Linked DNA regions of Ovis aries: region 1 is linked to region 2. Evidence: chromatin contacts called from public Hi-C data. All regions are on one chromosome and are shown on one strand. The core of a region is the stretch at or near the end of the contact, and the rest is flanking DNA. Distances in the headings are between cores, read along the strand shown. Region 1 holds the start of SKAP2 (src kinase associated phosphoprotein 2). Region 2 holds the start of HOXA1 (homeobox A1).

Region 1 (5,278 bases), core at 1,480-3,979, 190 kb after region 2:
TTCTCCAAAGAAGACATACGGATGGCTAACAAACACATGAAAAGATGCTCAACATCACTCATTATTAGAGAAATGCAAATCAAAACCACAATGAGGTACCACTTCACACCAGTCAGAATGGCTGCGATCCAAAAATCTGCAAGCAATAAATGCTGGAGAGGGTGTGGAGAAAAGGGAACCCTCCTACACTGTTGGTGGGAATGCAAACTAGTACAGCCACTATGGAGAACGGTGTGGAGATTCCTTAAAAAATTGCAAATAGAACTACCTTATGACCCAGCAATCCCACTTCTGGGCATACACACCGAGGAAACCAGAATTGAAAGAGACACATGTACCCCAATGTTCATCGCAGCACTGTTTATCATAGCCAGGACATGGAAACAACCTAGATGTCCATCAGCAGATGAATGGATAAGAAAGCTGTGGTACATATACACAATGGAGTATTACTCAGCCGTTAAAAAGAATTCATTTGAATCAGTTCTGATGAGATGGATGAAACTGGAGCCGATTATACAGAGTGAAGTCAGCCAGAAAGAAAAACACCAATACAGTATACTAACACATATATATGGAATTTAGGAAGATGGCAATGACGACCCTGTATGCAAGACAGGGAAAGAGACACAGATGTGTATAACGGACTTTTGGACTCAGAGGGAGAGGGAGAGGGTGGGATGATTTGGGAGAATGACATTCTAACATGTATACTATCATGTGAATTGAATCGCCAGTCTATGTCTGACGCAGGATGCAGCATGCTTGGGGCTGGTGCATGGGGATGACCCAGAAAGTTGTTATGGGGAGGGAGGTGGGAGGGGGGTTCATGTTTGGGAATGCATGTAAGAATTAAAGATTTTAAAATTTAAAAAATAAAAAACTAAAATTAAAAAAAAAATAAAATAAAAAAATAAAAAACACACACACACACACACACAAAAAATTCTCAATTCTTTGAAGTTGGAGGACTTATGTTGTAAAATAACTTTTTATCCACTTTTACCTCCACCAAAAAGAATTCTGATTTTCAACAGTTTTTCTATAATTCATCACAGTTCTGAATAGGAATTTCAGGTTCCATTTTGGGGTGTCTTTGTTATTTTGCATGTTATACTACAATTCTAAAGTTTTTGTGTTGGTTTTTGTTTTGAGAGAACTCCAAAATGTTTTAATTTTTCCTTTTACAGTTAGTGTTCTGATAGCTCAGTTGGTAAAGAATCCACCTGCAATGCAGGAGACCCCAGTTCAATTCCTGGGTTGGGAAGATCCCCTGAAGAAGGGAAAGGCTACCCACTCCAGTATTCTGGCCTAGACTATATGGGGTTGCAAAGAGTTGGACAGGACTGAGCAACTTTCACTTTTCACAGTTAGTGTTTGGTGTATTTCTTAGAGAATTATACACAAATGACTTGTATTTGACTACTTTTTATTACTGTGTGAGATTTACTTGGTGTGAAATATTAATAGAGCCATTACTCTGTGTCAGGTTGTGGGTTCCAGGTGCAGATGAAAGGTAAGTTATGACACATTTTGTGTCCTATAGGAGCTCAAAGGTAGTAAAGTGATTCTCAAAATAAAACCTCAGGGTGTATAGTAGCAGAATCACCAACGGGGCTTGTTTAAAATGCAATCAATCAAGTTCCATCCTAAACAGAATCAGAATTTCTGGGAGCGGGACTTTTGAGACTGCATTGTAATAGGTTCTGTCTGTGATTCTAACGCAAACTAAAGTTTAAGGACCATTGATATAGTGAAGGTTGGACGGTAGAGGAATAAACAATTTATATTGCGATTGGAGCCACAATAAAATCTTCCGTTTCCTATCTGAAGAAAAAAAATATTTTTCTTCTACACACACAGACACACACACACAGACACACACACACACACTGTTTTAGAGAAAATCTGTAAGAAGATTTAGAGCTAGAAGACAGTAAGTAGCTGATGATTAAACTCAGTAAGTTTGCTGAGATTATACTCAGTACATATCTGATGATTAAACGATCAGGTTGCAATGAAAACATTTTATAATTCCGTTTTAATGGAATTATAGCAATTTTCTCTTTGATGCTTATAGGTGGACAGTGCTATCTATTTCTGTTTGTAACTAGAACTCTCTGCGCTTCCTAGTACGGGAGATCGGTCACCCTCCAAATCTGAATTACGTAGTGTAAGAGCCAATCGGAGCGCTCTCTGGAGCAGCTCCGGACAGGCCTCTCAGGGAAGACTGGCGGAAGATGGGACTTTGATGCCATCATGCAATCGGACAAAGAAGGCCTCAATAGTTTAGGGCGGTCGAAAATTTCATCTGGGGTGCTGCGCAAAGTGTTAAACCTTGGCGGGACTGATTAAAACCAGAAAGTCTCTCAATCGGAAAACCTGGACGCACCGCAGAGTCCTTATTTTCTGGGACCGTGCAGAAATGGTCAGCACTTGCGCCGCTACCAGTGACCAAAATGGCCGCAAAGCGCTTCGGGCGCGGAATCAGGTGATGCAGCCCCAGTCCGCTCTTTCCCACCAGCCGCTCCTCCCGCTCCACGTAGCGGTGGGTGTGGCCTGCCCTGAGGCTCTTCTCGGAGGCAGGGAAAACCTAGGGATTACACATGCGCAGTTAAGGCCCCTCAGGCCCTTCGGACCCCTTCCCCGCCCCCCGCCCCTCCCACCTCCCCGCCCCGAATTGCCGGGCGGGGCTGGGCCGAGAGTCCAGCAGCTGTGGCTGGGGCTTCAGTGACTTCCTTGTTATGAGCCTCGCCTTGGCAGTGTCCGGACTCTTAGCCCCGCTGTCCTTACCGGGATAGTCCGAGTCTAGATCGCAGCCGCAACCCTAGCGGGTCGGTTCCCCTTTCAGCACAGGTCCTTTCCCCTCACGCCCCGAGCTCCCTAACATGCCCAACCCCAGCAGCACCTCCTCTCCCTACCCCCTCCCCGAGGAAATTAAGAACCTGTTGGCAGGTAAAAAGCGGGAAGGGGGCGGGTAATGTGGCGGGGGCGGGGGCGCGGGGACGGCGAGCCGGCGGGGACAGAAGCATTCGGAGTCTCTACCCTCCCTCCTGGCTCTCTGCACGCCTCCTGCCCAGTGGGAACGGGACTGGGAGTGGGGAAGTGGGATGTGAGAATGGGAGTGGGCGTGTGTGTGGAAATTTGGTGCGAGGATGGTAGGGAAGCCCTTCTTGGTGGGCTTTACTAATGCGATCAGGGTATCGTGAAGATTGTGTGTGTGTGTGCGCGCGCGCGATCAGGGTACCTTGAAGACTGTGTGTGTGTGTCACAGAGAGATGAGGAAGGAGAGAGGTCAAAGAACTAGTTCTTTGGTCCCTTGGCCGATGGAAGAGAAAGAGATTTCTGAGCTACAGAGGTTAGGAGTTAGGGGTTATGGGACCACAGGGTTTGTCATTTCTAAAACTCCCATTTTCTTGAACATTCAGCCCACCCATATTTGAGACTTTAAAAGGGGGCCTGACTCTCAAATGACCACTTGTCTTCAGCCTGAGTAACGTGTTACAACACAAAAGGAAGGATGTGTTAAAGTCCAGCTTCCTGTGACGATGAATGTACAGTATTTCGTATTTGCACCCCCATCTTCCCCTTTTCAGTCTTGAGTGACCGTTTGTAGGAACTTAGGAATTAAAGATGCATTCTTCAAGGCTGTTACAAATCCACTGCTACTTCGTTATCTAATATGGGAGATGTATATTTTCGCTAGGGGCCAATAAAAACATATATTTCTGCACAACGTAGAAAATAAATCCTTTTCTGGGGTAGCAAAAATTTTACCTATCCTGATGCTCTGAAATTCTTCCCGTTATTCACTTTGTCATGTGTACATCAGAATTCTGAATATTGAATTTTGATCTAAAATTTTTAGTTTAAGTATCTTTCAATATTGGTCATGAAAAAGTGGGTTAAAAGTTTCTCTTAGATGCCTATGATACAATTTGCTTATTTTAACTCTTAAAGCAATATTTAAAATGTGGCATTATATGTAGTTACTGTTAGAGCACTGTGAGACTAAATCTCTTAATATGCTGTTAGAGAAAATAAAATTAACAGTGTATGAATGCAGACATGTTTTGTGAACATGATTTCAGTGTTACGATGACTGCATTTGTTGTGGGGTAGTGATTTACTCTAAGAAATGCTTGTTAATGGGTACCATTGTGGGATATACTGAAAGAACCTTAGGGACTGAGTCAAGGCAGCTTTTATTCCATTCTATGAGAGTTTCAAGTGAGTGCTGATTTTATTTTAAGACAGTTAACATGTTTGTTGTTACCATGCTGGGATTCCTTGCTTAGAATATTATTTTACCAGGTTAGAGAACTGTTTATCATAACTCTAAAGAGAGAAGTCACCATTTTCAGGATATTTTAGGTCTGAATTTTTGAGTTTAAGAAGTAAAGCATAGACCCCCTGGATACATGCTTTTAAAGCTTGACAGCTCCACAGTAGACAGTTTGTAATCTGGATCCACAGGCGTAATTTGCAGATAGTATGATATATAGGTTATGAGACTCTATTTTCTGATCCCCATGGATTACAAGTATTTCATGTAGCCCTTACTTGTGTAATTTAATTGAAAGCTCAGGATTAAATAATACTTAAGTTATCTGCCATTGCTAACTTCATATATACTTTAGCCATTTCTCTGCTCTGTAGTCAGATAATACATAATATCTGAAATTAGCATTTCAAAAATAATCTTGACATTTTCAGTATCTCACATTATTGAAGTAAATCACATATTAAAACATGAAATATTAAGAACAACTATTAAAACATTAAACTTCTAGTAGTGACAAACTTGGCTTATACTGTATTTTCAAGAGGTATGGCTATGAGGAAATATAAGTATCTATAATGAGATATACTTTAAAGAAATGAAACAAGTGAACCAATGTTTTCCAGTTTTCTTTTTAAACTAGCCATTTGAAGAAAAGTAGTTAATGTTTTATGGCTGACTAATTAAAATATTTTTTTTTGTAGAGAAGTTTTAAAGAATAAGTGAGATCAGCAGTTTTATTCACATTTCGTTTTACTCAAGTGTTTGACTAATGGGGTATGGTTAGATTTAAAACTATTAAAACTATAGGAGAAGAGTTGGCATTGGTTTGAATTTTAAAGATATTGCTGGCTCTCCTGGTTCGTTCTTTGAAACTAAGGACATGTTGGCAGTGGTGGTTGTAGTTAACAGTCGAGTGCTCTTAGAATGAATGGCACTATGTTAGAATTCCAAGGCAGGAAAGATAAAGAACTAACTTTTCAAGCATTTAAAATC
Region 2 (5,592 bases), core at 331-2,830:
CCTCGCTTCTGAGGGAATCCACAGTCAAATGTCTGTCCGTTTTCCCTCTTGGGGAGACAGATTAGGAGAGAACTTGTATAGGTAGAGAACAGGACACAGACACCTGAAAGGCTAACACCTCTGAAATGTGCCTGCCTCAAGCAAAACTTCCTTTTTTTAACCGGGAAGGGAAAGCTGGAGGGGAGTGGGAACCCCAAAGTCACACACAATCAGATAAATTTGATCCGTTGGATCCCCATATGGTGAACATGGTCAGAGTCAAATCTGTACAGCATTGGCTGCAAAATTCTTGTATGATGTCTGGACTTCTTTTACCTAAGAATGCATCAATTCTTGGCTTCTGTTTGGCCTTTTCTCTCTACAAGCCAAAGGCTGACACAAGGCCTAATAGTAAAGAGCAGTTAACGACCCCGTGGGCATCGGGGTAAGAGGAAGGTGATGGAGAACAGGAACGCTGTCCTGGGATGACGCTCAGATTTGCACGTGTCTCTCTAGGGGTAGACTTGCAGGTTTACACAAGGAACTACACAGTCAGTTACAAAAGGGAGGAGGTGTTGCTGGGGAAGAAGAGAATGTCCTGTCCACCATCAGCCATCTGTCCCCCGCCCCTCCCACCTGCCAGCTCCCACCCCTACTTGAATGGGAGGGTGTAGATAAAAGAGACTCTACCACTTCTAACGTCCCCCTCCAGAAAACAAGAAACCTTGCGGGGGTGGGTGGGGGTGGGGAAGAGGAGTTCATCGTACTTCGCCGGAGCTGTGGTCTCACCCTTTGAGGCCCGGATGGGAGCCTGCAGGCTCCTTGTTCCTAGGGAGCCGGCAGATGGCCTGCAGCGCAGGGCCCGGCCCCCACGCTGGCCACGTCCGCTATCGTCATCTCTCTCTCCCCTCCTCCTAGCCCTCAAAATCCAGCGGCGGAGTTGCTCCCCGTAGGGCTCCCGGAGCAAAGCTAAGTGGGGAGGAGAAAGGGGCGGAGAGCGAGGAGAGAGGGAGGGCGAAGAGCCGGGCCACCCCTAGCCTTGGCCAGCAAGCCTAGCTCCCAAGGCTCACCCTCTCTCCCGGGCGTCGAATTACAGAAGCTCCCGGTTGCCACACTAATAGCCAGAGGGTGGGGAGGATGGGGAGGTGTGTGTGCGGCGGGGGGGTGGGGGAGGCGGCGGGGGAGGCGGGAGGAAAGGAGGCTTCAGGACTCTCCTTGAGGAAGGGAAGTTTCCTTTCTTGCCCTCGTTCCCTCCACGCCCACTTGGGTTCCTCCGAACCAGCCCTCTGCGTACTTTCCTCCCGACTTTGGAGACCTGGTGGCCTAACCATGTCCTACGCCACCGTTCTCGGTCCTCCTCAAGGAACCATAGGAGGGACGGAAGCCGGGAAAGCGACCCTTTCAGTTCCTGGCTTTCCGGGCTCGGCCAGTGTGCTAGTGGCCGCCCAGCGAGCTCCTCCTCCCCACTGATTCCCAGCCCGAGAGACCGCGGAGCCCTTCGTGCTTCTCACCTTTTGCCAATTAATCTTTCTGGGCGCGGTGGGGAGGGGGGCGGTGACGGGGGATGCCTTCCAGCCCCCACCTCCCGGAGGGGGGAGGGCGATTGGAGTTGGCGCGCGCAGAAAGCAGCTTCTGCTCCCCTTCGCCTTAGCGCTCCGCTTCTGCCCCTGCGGCCGTCGCAGCTGCTGCTGCCGCCCAGGCTGCCTGGGGGGGCGACTGCGCGTCACCTAGACTGGGGAGCGCCGGGGATTTAAATGCCACTGAAACGGTGATCCATCACTGCAGGAGCCAACAAACTTTCTCAGGAGGCTCCGCCATTGGCTGATAGAATCACGTGCCCCTCCCGTAGCGCCCTCCGCCCTCCCGCCCCCCCTCTTGCGCACTGTACATTCATATCATTTTTCTTCTTGGGCCCCATGGAGGAAGTGAGAAAGTTGGCACGGTCACCCAGGACTTCGCAGGACCCGGTCACTCAGTGACAGATGGACAATGCAAGAATGAGCTCCTTCCTGGAATACCCCATCCTCAGCGGTGGCGACTCGGGGACCTGCTCAGCGCGAGCCTACCCCTCCGACCACGGAATTACAACTTTCCAGTCGTGCGCGGTCAGTGCCAACAGCTGTGGCAGCGACGACCGCTTCCTAGTGGGCAGGGGGGTGCAGATCAGCCCGCCCCACCACCACCACCACCATCACCACCCCCAGCCGACAACCTATCAGACTTCTGGGAACCTGGGAGTGTCCTACTCCCACTCGAGTTGTGGTCCAAGCTACGGCGCGCAGAACTTCGGCGCGCCTTACAGCCCTTACACGTTAAATCAGGAAGCAGAAGTAAGTGGTGGGTACCCCTCGTGCGCTCCCGCTGTTTACTCTGGAAACCTCTCATCTCCCATGGTCCAGCATCAGCACCACCACCAGGGTTATGCCGGGGGCGCGGTGGGCTCGCCTCAGTACATTCACCACTCATATGGACAAGAGCACCAGAGCCTGGCCCTGGCCACGTATAATAACTCCTTGTCCCCTCTCCACGCCAGCCACCAAGAAGCCTGTCGCTCCCCTGCGTCAGAGACCTCTTCTCCAGCACAGACCTTTGACTGGATGAAAGTCAAAAGAAACCCTCCCAAAACAGGTCAGTCTTGCCATTCCATGAATGCTCCTTTATGATTCTGGAAGGAGCTGGTATGCTTAGTTTCCATGAAAAATTAATCTTTTTTTTTTTTTTTCTTCTTAAGAAAAGTTCTTGCCTCCCACTTCTGTTATAGGGTGTGGAGAGATTCCCCAGGTGCTTTGGGGGCAGAGGAGCATCTGGGACTGTTGTTTCCAAAGGGGCTGAATTTTAGAGGTTTAGGAAGTGGGTAGGTGTGTGTGTGTGTGGAGAGCATTCTGTTAATATCTCCAGGCTCCATTAATCATGGTCTGACCATGCTAATGGTTGACTTCAGTTCAACACCTTACACCTCATCACTCACCCTCCCAAGCCCGGATTAGGTTGAGAAAGTCTTGATTCTCCCTTTTACCTGAAGGTTGCTCTGAAGCGTGTAGGGAATCTGATATGATTATAAACATTTTTACCTTTTCCTCTCATTGCCCCCAGGGAAAATTGGAGAGTATGGCTACGTGGGTCAGCCCAATGCGGTGCGCACCAACTTCACCACTAAGCAGCTCACGGAGCTGGAGAAGGAGTTTCACTTTAACAAGTACCTGACACGCGCCCGCAGGGTGGAAATTGCCGCGTCCCTGCAGCTCAATGAGACCCAGGTGAAGATCTGGTTCCAGAACCGCCGAATGAAGCAGAAGAAACGAGAGAAGGAGGGTCTCTTGCCCATCTCTCCAGCCACTCCGACGGGAAGCGAGGAGAAGGCTGAGGAATCCTCAGAGAAGTCCAGCTCCTCGCCCTGCGTTCCTTCCCCGGGTTCTTCTACCTCAGACACTCTACCTACCTCCCACTGAGGCTGCCCCAGCCCCACTCAGCAGCCAGGGCTACTCCTCACACTGGGACTTCTTACCCAAAGCACATTCTTAGCTTATCTTCTTTCCATTTACAATCTCTCTCTCTTCCTTTCTGATCCTATCTGGGGAACTCCTGGCTGGGGATAATGTGTTTCCAGAGAATTCTAGATGAGAGACTTGATGTGGGGGTGGGGGGAAAGGGGTGTTAGCTCCCTAATGCAGCTTGAGCGCCAGCATCAATTTTCTGATGGCCCCTAACACCCCTACTTTTAAGAGATTTCGAATGAACCTACTGCTCCTTTCAGATGCCCTTTGGAAAATAGTCTCCTTTGCCAGCAGAAATATATCAGAGGGAGGCCTCTCATCTTTTATCTATCTGTATATTTACAGTTCTCTCCTACTTTGCCCTGAAAGTAGGCTGGAGAGAGAGGAGAGTCCAAGAGCTCATGAGGAAGAGATTCTCTATGAGCGTGTTTACACGATTAATTCATCCCTTAATTTAATTCCATGTGTGTGAGTTTGCTGGTTGTAAATACTTTGTCCTGAAAGATTTATCTTTATACAGATTTTCTAGAAATGTTTAGATTAATGTTTAGATTAAAACAGGATGGGCAAACTCTCAAAGCTGGTACAACTTTGTGATTATAGGTTAAAGAATAAAAGTTCTCACTTAAAATCAATCAGATGCCTTAGAAGGTAGTCTCAGTTTGTTCCTTCAGTGAGTTAAGAAGGCCTGCAGAATACAGGGGTCAGAAACCTTGCTTCCTGGGCTAAATCTCTCCCCATCCCCAACCCTTTCTTGTTTCTCTGGCCACACTCTATTTAAAATTTGTGCTGGGTTATCTGGGACCTAAAAGTATTATTCAAACCAGCTTCTTCCTTCCACAGTTATCTTAGCTGGATATGATGTATTTTCAGCTCAGTTGTTAATGTGATGGATGGCACAATGAATGTATATTTTGTGTGATTCGTGAATAGTCTTTTGCATGTCGCACAACGTTTTGGTGTCCCTGAAGTACCACACTGAGTTCTATCAGTTATCCTTTTGTGATATTTCCCATTTCCTGTACAATCATGAACAGCTCTGGGATCCTGGGGTGGTGTGATCCAGAGCAGAGTTTACGGGTCTTAAGATGTCTGTAATAAATATATTCAAGTTTGAGATATGCTTCAGCATGGCTACAATTTGCTGGTTTCTCCAAAGTTGGCTCATTTCATGTGGGGAAAGGGAGAAGCGTGGTGGTGTGTATTTTCAAAGAGGTGGGCCTTTTCTTGAAAAAAACGTAAAAGCTTTTCATCTTGTAGCTGAAGCTTCCCTTATGAGTGTAATTGCACCTAACACTGTCTATGGAATAGGTTGGTTTTGTCTAAAAGAGCAGCAGTTGCTATATTATAATCAAGTTTATCATGGAAAAAAAAAGAATGGTGAAGAAATTTATGAAGCAGATCTATTTTTGAAACAAACATGGATACTTCCTGGGTCAAGTGCTAACCTTTTCACCTCCAACTCAATGTTGACATATATATAAACAGAATCTCCTTCAAAAGCTGAAACTCTTCAGTCAGTCTTTCCTCACATCAGTGAACCAAGAGATTCACATGTAATTAGCTCCAGTATAAAGCTGTTTGTGGATGAGGTCCCCACCCCACCCCTCTTCCTTCTTTTTGGGTTGTCAGTGTGCCAAAATATTCCACTGTTTAAACTCAGTGTGGTCTGTGCTGAGTAAACCCTGCGTCCCTCTTCCAGTTCCTCCTGTCAATATCCACTCCTTCCTGTCACTTTTTAAACCCCTGCTCCCAATTCCTTCTGGGTTACACATCTCATTCCCATCAGATTCAGCTTTGATTTCACAGCCCTCATGGCTTTAAAGGGTCTACCGCTCTAATTTCATGCCATATAACTCAGAAAAAAAATTAATTTTCTCTAGGTTCAACAGGTTCTTCCAGGTGAACTTGTGGAAGCTGCCCTGAAGTTGGTCAATATTCAAGTTGCTTCTGACCAACACTTATATCTGCTGCTCTCAAACAGAGGAAGCCTGCAAAGAGTTCTAAGTGACCCTGCTCCCAGACCTGTTACCACGTTCCCTTTACTTTCACACAGTTTTGGAGGCTGTAATTTAGCCCCAAGAGCAGAGCAGAAATTTTACAGCATCGCAAACAAATA

Evidence for each region. Hi-C and Micro-C count contacts between places; a contact is called where the count stands out from the background.
Region 1: a contact with region 2 is called in a Hi-C map of muscle, with 2.4 times the contacts expected there. The contact joins the promoter of SKAP2 here to the promoter of HOXA1 in region 2. A contact is called at or near these places in 2 of 16 Hi-C or Micro-C datasets (muscle and skin fibroblasts).

What each region holds. Positions count from the first base shown.
Region 1 is chr4:70,714,579-70,719,856 of ARS-UI_Ramb_v3.0, forward strand. It overlaps SKAP2 (src kinase associated phosphoprotein 2), which reads left to right and starts at 2,730. Exons shown (of 13, transcript XM_015095341.4): 1 at 2,730-2,955. The coding sequence starts at 2,889.
Region 2 is chr4:70,524,052-70,529,643 of ARS-UI_Ramb_v3.0, forward strand. HOXA1 (homeobox A1) reads left to right here and starts at 1,581. Exons shown (of 2, transcript XM_012176900.5): 1 at 1,581-2,607; 2 at 3,073-4,590. The coding sequence starts at 1,962. The coding sequence ends at 3,428. LOC105606593 (a long non-coding RNA gene) reads right to left here and starts at 1,642. Exons shown (of 2, transcript XR_001039955.4): 1 at 1,491-1,642.